Linked DNA regions of Sus scrofa: regions 1 and 3 are each linked to region 2. The links are chromatin contacts, called in public Hi-C and promoter capture Hi-C maps. All regions are on one chromosome and are shown on one strand. Each heading gives the region's core, a stretch centred on a gene start, on an enhancer-like site or on the middle of the called end of the contact. The rest is flanking DNA. Distances are from core to core; before and after follow the strand shown.

Region 1 (4,541 bases), core at 1,902-4,401, 160 kb before region 2:
TATATCACATGTTCTTTATTCATCCATTGACGGACACTTAGGTGACTTCCAGGTCTTGGCTATTATAAATAAGGCTGCAATCAACAGGGGGGTGCAGACATCCATTTGAGTTAGTGTTTTCATTTCCTTTGGATAAATACCCAGGAGTGAAATTGCTATGTCATATAGAGTTCCAGTTTTCATTTTTGGGAGGAACCTCCATTCTGTTTTCCACAATGGCTGCACCAATTTACATTCCCACCAACAGAACACAAGGGTTTCCTTTTTTCCACATCCCCGTCAACAGGCGTGATTGCCTCTTTGATAAGATATTGGCGGAATCAGATGGCCTCTGACTCATGGTGACCCAGTGTCTGGTATGGTTGCTATGGACTCCTGCAAGGGTTATCACTGAGTCCCAAACAGGATCATCTAGAAACTTAGGCTGGTCTCTCAGGGATTATTTTCTCTCAAGTATAGAACGTTGGGTCTTTGCGAGTCAGAATCTGAAACCGCAAACCAAGAGGTAGTTCCACAGACAACACACAAAACCTAAGTCATGTCTCTGAGCATTTTAATAGTCATCTAGGGAACACTACTTCAGAGGACTACGTGTAACTTTTTATATGTACCAGCATAGAATAAAGCTATGTGCCCACGCTTTTCAGAAAACCATGGTGTTAAAACAGGCAGAAAGATGAGCCCCTGCTGCTACTGTTGGAAAGAAAACCTGTCTGAATATTAATCAGACAGAGACCATAAGGATTCATAATGAAAGGATGTTTGTGGTCGATAAAGGAGCGCATCCCAGAATCCACGGGGATGGTACATTTTGGTTACAAAATTAGCATAGAAAAGCCAGCCAATCCATCCTGGCTTTAATGCAGTGTTATTTTAAGGAGGCTTCTAAGTTAAGAGGCCTGAAATCACGTTGTCTCAAAAGGTAGGAAATAACACTATTTGAGCTACTCCTTGCTAGGTTATCTCTGACTTCACAATCACTTACCAAATAAAGGACTTTAAAATTGCCTACAAAAGTTTCTTTGCCCTCCCCTTAAGTCTCTATTATTATACGCTCCTATAACATGAATATTTAGAAGCATCCTGGTGCCATATGTAATCTCTTACTTAAATACATTAATACATTAATACTCTGCCCCAAGGAAGCAGATTATTAGCGATAGATCAAGGAGACCGTCGTCGATAGACCACCACAGGCCGGACAAACACTCTCTACGTTTCTGAAGTGTCTCTCGAACTTCCTACTGTATCACAGGTCAGAAAAACTGACCAGGATGAACAAGCAACGGAAATAACGATGTGGAAACAAAGCCACATGAGCTAATGCTGACTTTGTGAATCTCAGCTTTGCGGGCCTACTCAACCAGATGGCCATTCGAAGCCAAAATTTTTTTCCTTAGCAAATTCAGACAGGTGGAGGGGAGGAGAGTGATAATAAAATGTGGGCAGGGAGCATGTGTCTCAAATAGCATTTTGTATTCTCTTCTGTTTCTCACCTTTGAACTGCTTCTCAATTTAATATCCCCTCCCGGGCTATGCATGCTTCTGTTTTCGTCTCTGGTGATAATAGATTGTGCCAAACTTGTGCTTCAGAAATCCACGTAAGATTAATCCATATTAAACAGGGAAGGAGAGCAGGAAAGGAGAAGGGAGTAGGAGGTATGTGGGAAAGGGAGTCCTGCTTTGCTGAAAGCGAGAGTGAATGATTCTTCTTGGCCTCAAAATTCTACAGATCTGTGAAATTTCAGTGAGGCATATTCTGAGAACTTTGTGACATATGTAATTCCTCTCTAGTGTAAACTGCCAGTGAACTCAAACTGCATTTCCCTGACTAAGGAGAAGAAAATCTGATGGCAGAATCTATTTCCTTCAGGTCTCTAAAAAATCACATATGCTGTCTTTCTGTTCTCTGGCTGCCTATGTCAAAAGAATTGATGGGAAGGGGATTCTTTTGATTAACCGTCAAGCGATTTCACTGTTTTCTTACTATGGTCTCATATTAGAAACGTCCTTAGAGTGAATATTTTCTTAGTTCAGTCATAAAGAAAAAGGTAAATGGAAGCCCCTCTTTAGGCTGAAGGTTCCTCTGAGCCAGAATCTAAATGGCTATATTCATACATGTCCATCAGGTTTATAAATTCCTCCTTTTGCATAAGTGGGTGCTGGAAAGGAGGATTGCAGGAGACCTCATTCATCCTTTTACACACAATTAATTAATTCGTAATGACAAAGATTCTGGAATTTGTTTACATCTAGCTTTAAAACGTCTTAGAGTTTTAAAATCTTAACTTATAAAAATGTTTTGAGTGTAAGCAACAGAGATGCGTGATTTCCTAACACTCCGCTCTGGGAATTGAGAGGGGTGAGGGTAGATGGTTTGACTTTTCCAGCCAATTTGGCTCGGAAAATCGAGGGGCGGGGTGGGGAGTGCTGTGCTATAGCAGTTGTAAGAAAAGCTCTTTGGCGGTGACTCTTCACTTTGCTGTGAAACTGAAAGAGCTGGGCGGTCATAGGCTGACCATCAAGCCCAGAAGAGAGAGACTCAGCGTGTAATTGGGAAAGTTTGGGGCTGGGCGGGGAGGTCACAGGCTTGACACGCAATTCCATGCTCTCAACAATATCCATAATTTTGCACTCAGAGAGGGGCCGCGGTCCCTGTACACCTCTCCTGGACTCGCAGACCAGGGGAGTCTGAGCGGAAGTTATGTAGGTGCAGGGTGGCTGCCAGTTTGCAAATAAGTGATCACAGAGTCCCCCACATCTGTCTCTTTGAGGCAGAAAAATACAGGGGCTGTGCTCAGCAGAAGGAAGGGACGGCCAGGCCCCCAGGCTTCAGGCCCGATTTCCCTCTAGAATCAAAGTCGCAAGGAGAGGTCGCCTTTCTCCGTCCCCCCAACCTCGCCCCTGTCCTCCGAAGACCAGGAGTCGCAGTTGTGGGTGTGGCTGGGGCGGGCCGGTACGAGTCGGACAGTTACCTTGCGGGTCAATCCTTTCCTTCTGCGAGTGGCTAAAGGGGCTGAGGGGCGGGGCGGGCGGGCTGGTCCAGGGCGGAGGAGCCGCCCATCAATCGCGCGGGGCCTTCCTTGTGCTCCTCTTCCTCCTCCTAGCTCCTCTCCCCTCCCTCGACCGGCCCCCTCTTCCTCCTCCTCCTCCTGGGAGGCAGCTTTTTGCTAAGGCGGTCGGGCTTTCTAGGGGCGGAGGCGGTGGGCGCGCCTGCCTGGCGTCCTCTCGTTTCCTTGGCAACCCGGCCTCCTCCCTCCTCGCGCGGGAGTTGGGTGGGGCGAACGCGGCCGTGGGGGCGGGGCGGGGCTGGGCGGCGGCCAGGCGTCCCCGAACCCGGACGTGGGCGCCCTGCCGGTTGCCGTGGGAACTAGTGGGGATGCGGTCGGTAAAGCAAAGCGGCGAGCGGAGAAGAGATGCTCTAGGAGGAGGAGGCGGCTTGGCTTTGTGCAGATGTCCAAAGCCCAGACCCAGACATGGAGGCCTTCACTCCTGCCTGGAATCAGTGCTGTGCTTTACAAAGAATGAGATTAAAAAACGAGAAGGGAAAATATTTTTAATTGAATAAAATAATATCAAAGGCGATACACTGGCAGAGGGGAAGACAGTGCAGCCCTGCAGTCTGAGTTGTGCGGGGCATCTCTGAAATGCCTGGTCCAACATAAAAAGGAAGAAGTAAATTATTAAGGGAGGCACCCCATCAGCGGCAGAACTGGGACAGGTTCTCCTGGTTATCAGTAATCGCGGCTTCCTTTCCCAAGGTGGGAGATTCTTAGAGGTCTAGACTAGTGCCTGCAGATTTGGAAAGAAGGCAGTGTAACCTGTGCTAGACTCACCCTCTGCCAGGTTTATTTTTGTCTGCGATTTTCATAGCAGAGATGACTCTCTTCCACTTATTGTGCATATTGAGGCACCTTATAACTTGCCAACTGATGTCACATTAGGGCATATTTGATCGGGTAGAGAAGAGGGAAAAAGGAGAATAGAAATTCTTGCACCTTTCATCAGTTCCCAGAACCCCTAGGGTCTATGGTTTCTCCGCAATCCCCTGGTCCAGATGAGGTCCAGGTCTCCCCCAGCATCACACCCTTCCTTCTATCCTTATCATACCACCCTAGTTTTGGGCCCCAAGACCTTTAACTGGATTATTAGAAGGGCCTCCTAGCCACACCCTGGTCCTTATCTTCCAACACTCTTTCCCCACCATTTCCCCAGTTTTATAATCGGCAAAGCTCCTGATTATAAGCACAGTCTTCTGTCCCTTAGGAAGTGCTCAAAATTCCTCACTCCCTGGGAAGGAAGCCCTTCCCCAGAGCTCACTTCTTGGTTTTCCTCATTCAGCACTTCTTCACTCAAACTTCGGCCAGATGACACTATTACACACTGAATATTACTCCCTGCCTTCACACCAACTTCTAAGGCATAGCCTGAGCCGATTGGAGCCCAGACAAAAAGAAGGTACTTAGGTGAAGTCTTTGTTTTGGGCACTGTGTCATCCAAACTTTATTGGCCCATCAGCCATCTCCAGTACCTTTCCATCC
Region 2 (4,177 bases), core at 651-3,150:
GACAAAGGCTTAGATGCAAAGTAATCTTTAAAATAAATAAAAAAAGACCAAAAGAGAATTAAATAGGGTACATTTGAGTGCAAGAAGAATAACATAACAATAGCTGTTTCCTGAACACCTATTAGGTACCAGGGTCTGTGATAAGTACTTTGCAAACATAATTTCATTTCAATCTTCACAACCATCCTGTGAAGTGACATCACCCATGTTAGACAGATGAAGAAAAAGGCGGCTCAGACTTGCTCAAGGGCACATAGCTGGTAAGGAGTGGGTGACACTGAGACTTAATTCCAGGTTTCCAGATTCCAATCATGATAATGTTGTGATGCCTCTTTGTGTATATATACAATTTTTTAAACTGTATAAAAACCGATACAGAAAGCTCACCAATCTTTCTGCACATATATTAACCCTTGTAATCATTAGCTAAATCAAGGTATTGAACATTTCCAGCAACTCAGAAAGCTCCTCCTGACCCCCTCAGTCAATTCCTCTCAAGAAATCACTACTCTGCCTCTATCACCATAAATCAATAGGTTTTAGTTACAGTAATCTAACTTTGCAGAGTTTTCACAAAAGATTCCATAAACCAATCCTTCACCTTGCCGTTTTAGCTATAGTATTCAAAGCCGCTCTAGCTTTAACTTCTCAAGTACTCGCTATAGACACTTGTTGGAAATGGCTTCATAGTCAATTTCTTGCTTTGTCTGAAATTAATACGAATTTTGAAAAGAAAAAAACCACAAAGAAAATTCCGGATGAAATAGATTAAAGGACTGTTATCAAATAAACCTCTCTTAGAAACACCGCCGACACAGCTTGCTTGACTGAAGTAATTTGGTGCATCTATTTCCAATCATGGTGTCTCATTAGCGAAGGGATGACCACTGAAAGGTCATTTCAGTTTGCGGAAGGGAAGACTAGCCAGGCAGAGGAGGTAATAGTGATTGCTTTGCATCATCTTACAGCACACGAAAAAAATTTATGTCCAGATAGCTTCCACAGTAGACTTGCTATGTTGCAAGGGAAAGGAAGATAAAGCGGAAGAAGATCCAGGTGGAGGGACGTGGGGGGAAATTTGACTTTCAAGAAGGCTTTACTGCGGTGGCTTTCCGTGCCTTGCCGACTAGCTCTTAAAACCACATTACTTCTGGTCCAACCTGGCATCGACAGAAGGAGCGTCACAACTTCATCAGAGGTTCTCAAGTTGTGATTGGTGAATTTCAGCAATGATTCTAAAGAAAAGTTCTCCTTTCTGTCTACCCCCTCCCCACACTTTTCTCTTCCCCAATTCCTGGGTTTGCACTTAATTCTGTTTCCTACACCAGCCACCTATGGCATTTTGAAGCAGTCTACAGATTACAAGGGAGCAGCAGAGAAAGAATTACTGACATCTTCAGGGTTCGACGACTCTAGGAGTAATAAATGTAAGGGGTGACTTAAGTGGTGGAAATTTAGAGGAATGTTCTGGCCATCAAAGGCAGCAAGACAGGCCCCCGAAGTGGGCGCACGTGACAACAGCAGCACCTCGAAAGTGACATCACCCCTGGGGGCGGAGCCCAATCATCTAGGGCCTTGTCTGCTATTGAGCGCCCCTCTCCTCTTCCCCAACGAATGCCCACCACTCAGTCAAGCCCCCTGAGGAAACAGAAATGCCCAGACCTCCCAGAGCGGCGGAGCCAAGGCCCCACCTCTCGGTGCAGAAAAGGGTTCCGTCTTTGCTCTCTCTCCTAGCAACTCCCCACCCCCAAACTGTAGAGGGGGCGGGGGCGCGCGCGCTCCACCACGCACGCGCCCCCACGCACGCGCTCTCCCTCCGCGCTCGCGCTCCTCCCCACCTCGGCCCGGAGGGGGCGGGGCTGCGGGCGGCCTCGGAGGGTGCGACGCCCCCGGCGCGGCGGCGGCGCTAGCGAGCGGCCGGCCGGGCGCGGGTTGCTGGGCGCGTCGCTCTCGCAGGGCCCGCTTGCACAGCCGCCTCGTGCGAGCCGCCCGTCCGGCCAGGGAAGCTGCGAGTGCTTCGAGCGCCCGGCCCGGGGCCGCTGGCGCTGCCCCCTCGCCGCCGCCGCCGCCCTCCGCGCCCTCCTCCGGGCGGCCCCGCCCCCGTTCCCATCCCCCTCGCGCTCACCTCCCGGCTGTGCAGCGCGCGAGGCGGAGCCAGGCGCCCGCGGTCGCCGCCGCCGCCGCCGCCGCCACGGAACTGAGGGGCGAGAGCTTTCACCGGAGCCGCCGCTGACAGGAGGACCGCCGCGGGCTGCGCTCGCTGCGGGGAGGCCCCGCCGCGCCTTTCCCGGACGCAGACCTTCCGCAGGCGTCGGAGCACAGAGAGGTGCTCTGGGATCGCGGGCGGCGCCGGCGGGCGGCGCGGTCCTCACAGGAGACTCCGGGGACTGGGGCTTGACCCCGAGGTGCAGCGAGCCCCCCTCAGAGCATCAGGTGAGAAACCCCGGGAACCTGGGAAGGGAGGGTCGCCTCAGTGACAGGGGCGTTTGCCTCCGACGCCTGGGCTCCGGGGAGAGGGGCGGGGGCGAGCGGGGAGACAGCGAGATGGGCAGTGAAGTGACTCCGGTGTCCAGGGCATAGTGGAAGGTTGGCTCCAAATGTGGCATTCGGATGTCTTCAGAAGAGTCCAGGGTCGGTCACTTCGGTGTCACCGAAGGTGTCGTGGAATTTGGTACCGAGAGAGGCTCCGGATGGCAGGGACCCAGGAGGATATGCGAGGCAGATTGCTAAACGTGGCAGTGAATGTGGTGCAGAACGAGTTGCAAAATGTGCCCCCAGAATGCAGCATAAAAGTAGTTGTGAAATGTGCCAGGTAAGGCACAGGGTGGGTTGGCCTGTGTGGCGTTGAAATTCACGGTAGAAGTGTTGTTAGTGATATTGCTAATTCCTCTGGGAAAGGAGGCGTAGTCAGTCTCAGCAGAGATTAATAAGGCTCATTGCTAGATATTTTATCACAGGAAATAGAGAGGAGCTATGATATGCTATTTTTTGAGATAGTGTTCACGTGAAAGAAACAAGCAAATTGTGTCTGGTTGTGAGATGGGGAAGGAAAAATAGGGCTAAAATAATTCCAGGGGTTGCCGTCAGCGAGTAGAGCCCTGATACAATCGTTGCCTGTGTTCTATTCCAGGTGTGGAATGTTTGAAATGGTTTTCACCCATCATAAAGAATGATAATTAACATTAGGAAGAAGATGTGGTGTTTTGAGTGTCTTTCACTGTCTTGTCTATTCTTCTCCAGGGGGGAAAAAAAAGATAACAAAACCAACACAACAAAACACCCCTCATCTTGACCATAATTCTGAGTTCATGCTCATTAGGCAAAGGGACATTTTTTTGTAGGTACCCCTTTCTTCATTTTTACACAGGTGAAAATTTCTGGAATGAGGAAAACAAAACAATATGGTGAACAAAAGGGATAAATTTTCAGGCATTTTGAGTGGTTGGAGCCAAAAGCTATTGCAGTGGTTAATTACAGTGAATGACAGTAGTGAAATATTCTTGATGTTGGGGTGGGAAAATGGGAAAAGGAAATTGAATACAATAAATGTGGCATGAAAAGCAACAACATGGATACTGTCAGTGGAGCGCTTCTTGCAGCATTTCCCAGGTAGATCATCTTAGGAATGTAAGCATAGAAATAAAATATTAAATATTCTTATTCTCTCTCATATGTGTGTATATATATATAATTACTCACATGCTGCAAAACATTGTGACTTCCATTTAAGAAGAATATCTGTGTTTTGAGAAGATTGTTAGAACATAGCTGGAATTTCAGAAGTAACAAAAGACAGCTCCATGAGCTATTCAATACAACTTATATACATACATTCGGTGAGTGTATGCTATGAAACAAGCACAAATATCTGCATGTGATCATTAGGATATAGTTAATTATTGATGAGATTTTAGTGTCTTATGTTACAATTCTTGCTGAGAAACTGAATTACTTGCCAGAATGTTGTTCCTATAAGAACAGTAATTTGCCAGATAATCTGAAAATGTATACTGATTGGTTTCCTCCTGGATTCAGATTCAGCCATTGACGGGATCATTTGCTTCAAAGACAAAATTGGATTTTCCTTGGTGATTAATTTTGGGTTTTAGTCTTTTCTGTTGCTATGTCCCTCACCTTGAGGCTATGTTGAGGCTCAAGCACAGGGGAGAGGGCCAGA
Region 3 (4,527 bases), core at 1,286-3,785, 220 kb before region 2:
CGATTGTGTCCCTTCTCTGGTCTGTGGGAGGGAACCGTCACTTGGTGCCACCAGTCTCCCTGGCCGGCTCCCTTAGGCGTGCCCTTCACAGAGCCTGCGATGCGGACAAAAGGGCTGAGCTGCCCAATCAGTGCAGACGTTTCATAGACAACTCAGAGTGATGCCTTAGGTTCTAAGCCACAAGTGGGAGGGACTTGTTATCAGAAGAGTTCCTTCCATCCAGGGTGTTTGTGCCGCAAGGGTAGGAGGAGCTAGTTTTTGGAGCGTTGTTTATTGGCTGCTTCGGACCCGCCCCTCCCCTGACCCAATCGCATCGCCTTTTGCAGCACAGGAAGCGGAGGTGGGGGTGAGGGTGGGGAATGGGAGGGCGGAAGAAGCCGTGGATGGGAGCTGCGGGGAGCTCAGCCCACCTGTCCCACGTTTTCTTTCTTTTCTCCTGTCCCCTCCCCTCCAACCGCCTTCACTTTGTTAGCATTCCTTTGGGCCAAGAGATGTGAGACACATGGAAAGTCTCAACATAATCTGCTGAAGAAATGGACAGCCTGGCTGAACGTTCTAGCATGGCTTCAGGCAGTTCCTGGGACCTTCCCAGGTGCGAGGGTGATTGGCCTCTAGCCAGCCCATCAGAGCTCCTACTGCAGCCGCGGGAAGCTGGTAACGAGACTTGACCTATGGGAACCTATGGGAACCACCCAACATCTAAGGGGTGGAGGGATGTGGGATTTCAGTGCCGTCTTAGAGGCCCCCGGCAGATTCATGCTGCCCAACTCGGGTGCATTGAAGCCAATCAGGAAAACATACGTTAATCCAAGCCCTCCACAATCTTGAAGACCCCTGACATTGCGGACTGGGCACCTAATGGGCGTGCCCACCATCTGTGGTCAGATGCCCAGGGAGGTATCTGTCTCCTTCGTGGCTCAAGGCTCACTCCTCTTTTTCCTCCTCGGTCTTAAATGTTGGTTTCATGGAAGTGTTTCTCTGGTCCGGAGAGCGGGTCAGGCTTCTCTGCCGCTGTTCCCGCAGCTGCCCCCGCTCCCTCGCCCTGATCCCCTGGACACCAGGGTCATTGCCGGCTTTCCCATTAGGAGTCAGCAGCAGTGTTAGTCTTGGCATTGTGGTATCTCTCAGCACAGTATCTGACATGGGCATTCAACACGTGTTTTAACAGTTAATGCGTTAAAACTTTTATGTTAGGGGATTTTGCCACTTAAAAATTGATCCCTGGTCCCATCCCAGGCCTATTAAATCAGAATCTCTGAGGCCAGGCCGGGACATCTGTATTTTAATGGGGGTGGAGTGGGGTGGAAGACATGGCTAAATTTTAATTTCAATTATGGGAAGTTTTTGTGTGTTTGTAATTAAAAATTTTTTTTTTAATTTATTTTTTTCTTTTTAGGGCCGCACCTGCAGCATGTGGAAGTTCCAGGCTAGGGGTCGAATTGGAGCTGTAGCTGCCGGCCTATGCCACAGTTGCTGCAAGACCAGATGGAGCTGCATCTGCAACCTCCACCACAGCTCATGGCAATGCTGGATCCTTAACCCACTGAGCGAGGCCAAGAACTGAACCTGCATCCTTATGGATACTAGTTGGATTCTTAACCTGCTGAGCCACAATGGGAACGCCTGTGATTTTTAAAATTAAGTAAAAGCAAAAATAAATAAGTAAATCTAAATGGGAAAAATGCACAAGAAAAAAAGTGAGTGAGTTAGCTAGCTAGTTAGTTGTTGAGGTCAATTGTGAGCCAGACAGAACTGAAGCCAGTGCTAGGCTTCTTCTGGTTTTGACCCCTTCTTTGTATGTGTCTAGTTTTGGCATCAGCCGCTCCACTTCTCAAGAGGGGAACTCATTTGCTAAGGAGCGAACACCACTGAGGGCTGGCGAGGAGGGCCCAGAGGAGCCAAGCTTTGGGGGTTCTGGGGAAAGCCTGGACCTCAGAGCAGAGGTGTGGCCCTCAACTCCCCGACCAGGCTGAGGGGTCTCCCACCCAGGGACCAGCCGACACTGTATTTCCCAGTATCTTTGCGCTAAATCTTGGTTATTCCAGTCTTTGTCTGTGGAGAGTTTCTGAACTTGTCTGAGTCACACTTCCTGGGTGTCTCAAGTTTAACTGAGACTGTTAGCAAACAGACACTCTGAAATTCACTGCGGGCTGTCGGAACAGCCAGGACTGCTGTGAAATGTGAGCCCTCGACCGCTTTCCAGCAGCAGATAAGTATCCCACGGTGGTTCTTCGGACCTTTGTCTCCCACCAGGGTGGGTCTGTCGATCTGGTTTCTCCCTGTGATTATAATGAAGGGCAGTTTCAAAAGGCTCTGATGGGCTGTCAAGTTCTCACCGAAACTAATTTAAACTCTTCACTGCTTCTGTGTAGCGTAATTACTGTGCTGGATATATTTTCCATTTTCCCCTCCAGATCCGCTTTCCACCCTGCTCTCCGGCTGAGAGGCTGATCTCAGTGGATTGCCTTAACTAGGTCCCCTCGTCCTCTGGCTCCCCGTTGAGTTCAGCCAATGAGAGGCCCTGGCGGGAGTCCAGAGGGCGGGAGGAGAGAGCGGCTGGGCTAATTATTCCCCTGTTCCCTCTCTGCTGGGCAGTGGTGTGGCCTTGGCAGCTTTCCCCTACTGAAGGTCACAGGCCAGTGGTCACCCTCTTCTATAGCTACAGCCCTCTTTGTGTGTGTGTGTGTGTGTGTGTATTATTCAGTGAATTTTATTACATTTATAGTTGTACAACGATCATCACAACCCAATTTTATAGCGTTTCTATCCCAACCCCCAGCACATCCCCTGAACCCCCAACCTGTCTCATTTGGAAGCTGTAAGTTTTTCAAAGTCTGTGAGCCAGTATCTGTTCTGCAAAGAAGTGCATTGTGTCTTTTTTTAGATTCCACATGTAAGTGATAGCATTTGATGTTGGTGTCTCACTGTCTGACTGACTTCACTTAGCGTGATAATTTCTAGGTCCATCCATGTTGCTGCAAATGCCATTATTTCTTTCCTTTTAATGGCTGAGTAATATTCCATTGTGTATATGTACCACATCTTCTTGATCCACTCCTCTGCTGATGGACATTTAAGTTGTTTCCATGTCTTGGCTACTCTTTAGAGAGCTGCAATGAACATAGGTTTATGTGTATCTTTTCGAGTCATGATTTTCTCTTGATAGATGCCCAGAAGTGGGGCTATAGCCCTCTTGATGCTGGTAACTGCCCTTCCCCTTGTCACTCCAGGCCTCAAAGTGGTCAGTTACGGGTTCCAGGATGCTTAGTCATCTGGACTGGTTCCTTGGTGGTTTTCTGCTGTGCCCACATTTTGGCACTTCATTCAGTTCTCATCACTCACCCCTTCTGTGCGTGCTGCCATCTCTTTCCTGCCTGGACCTGGCTGGCACAATTATTTATATTCACAGTTCTTTTTACAGTGTGCTCATAGCCCATTCTCTTTGCTGGTAGGATGCGTTGAGGCCAAGGGTATGACCCCTGTGTGAGCCAGTCAGCTGTGCTTGGCGATGGATTTTAGCATGGCCCTGGTACGCTTCGCTTTCTCCCTTGCGTCTGAGAGGTTGGGCATCTCTGGGGCTGTATATGGCAATTCGCATTTACTGAGGGTCTTCTCTGCTCAGGCACTGCCTTAGATGATGGACTCGGGTCTTTTCCTACATCCAGTTCTGCAAGGTAGGAATGATCACCTCCCACTTCCTGCAGATGAGAGAACTGAGATCCAGAGCAGTTGTGTAGTTTCCACAAGGTCACACGCCACTTTGGCGATAGGAAGAGGATTTAGGTTCACATGTTGGTCAAGGCTGGTGTGGTTTTCTTTTGGTGAGGTGGGCTGCTTCAGGCTATGAGTGTGCCAAGGTTTTAGTACAGCTGGAAACATTTGCCATTAGCAAGTCAATTCTACAAGTACCACTGGTAAGTTAAAAGTATACAGTGGCAGCAGCAGCTTTGCAGGGGCGGGGGGGTAGGGGGGGAAGGTGGAAATGCTTGTCTGGTAAAGACCCCCATTGGCTTTCCCCTGGGCTGTATAGAGGTTGTGATGCCTGCGGGCCATTAGCATGGGATTTGGTAACCGGCCTGGACTTGTCTGTCCTCGGGAAGTCCCGCAGGCTCCACTGCCAGTCTTTGAAAGGACCGTGTAGAACCTGCCTGCATCTGGCTGGCACCTTGACCTCAGGCGCTCAGAGGGCCTGCTTCCTTTCAATTGTTCGCATTTCTCATCTCAGATCTCAGGGCCTGGGGATTATGACTGAGTGATTTGAGTCCCTCAGGCCTCAAAATACTGAATTGTTTTCTCAGGAAATTCGCTTTTTTCTTCTTTTTGCTCCCCCTCCCTCCCCTCAACTTCCTGATGCCCAGTCTCTTCGAGGCTGGGGTGGCTAGTACATCACATGGAATGGGTGCACTCTTCAAATCGCCACTCTTCTCTCCATATATCTATTTCTGTCCAGCAGCCTTAGAATTTTTATAAGGTAGCTACAGGATTTAACCAGACTCATGGGCATGATTTTGACTCGCTGTGGTTTTT

The links. Promoter capture Hi-C pulls out the DNA fragments that hold promoters and counts their contacts. A called contact is a pair of places that touch in the nucleus more often than the background predicts.
Region 1: a Hi-C map of fetal skeletal muscle shows a contact between it and region 2, with 1.9 times the contacts expected there. The contact joins the promoter of MARCH10 here to the promoter of TANC2 in region 2. A contact is called at or near these places in 4 of 47 Hi-C or Micro-C datasets (brain, embryonic fibroblasts, fetal heart ventricle and 1 more) and 1 of 2 datasets of contacts at active chromatin or transcription factors (alveolar macrophages).
Region 3: a promoter capture Hi-C map of fetal skeletal muscle shows a contact between it and region 2, with 7 times the contacts expected there. The contact joins the enhancer-like site here to the promoter of TANC2 in region 2. A contact is called at or near these places in 2 of 5 promoter capture datasets (fetal liver and fetal skeletal muscle), 8 of 47 Hi-C or Micro-C datasets (alveolar macrophages, embryonic fibroblasts, mesenchymal stem cells and 4 more) and 2 of 2 datasets of contacts at active chromatin or transcription factors (alveolar macrophages and skeletal muscle).

Annotation. Positions count from the first base shown.
Region 1 is chr12:15,968,525-15,973,065 of Sscrofa11.1, reverse strand. It overlaps MARCH10 (probable E3 ubiquitin-protein ligase MARCH10), which reads right to left and starts at 3,151. Exons shown (of 11, transcript XM_005653890.3): 1 at 2,976-3,151.
Region 2 is chr12:15,811,554-15,815,730 of Sscrofa11.1, reverse strand. It overlaps TANC2 (protein TANC2), which reads left to right and starts at 1,900. Exons shown (of 27, transcript XM_021068126.1): 1 at 1,900-2,433.
Region 3 is chr12:16,035,654-16,040,180 of Sscrofa11.1, reverse strand. The region is part of intron 8 of MARCH10 (probable E3 ubiquitin-protein ligase MARCH10); the gene reads right to left. All of the region lies in intron 1 of LOC110256164 (a long non-coding RNA gene), which reads left to right. Among named protein-coding and RNA genes, the nearest start is that of MARCH10, 68 kb to the right of the region's middle. Within about 2 kb of position 2,535, at least 38 of the 83 cell types and tissues checked have an H3K27ac peak or open chromatin away from gene starts, as enhancers often do. A contact at or near this core is called in alveolar macrophages, fetal liver, fetal skeletal muscle and 4 more, where this site is marked.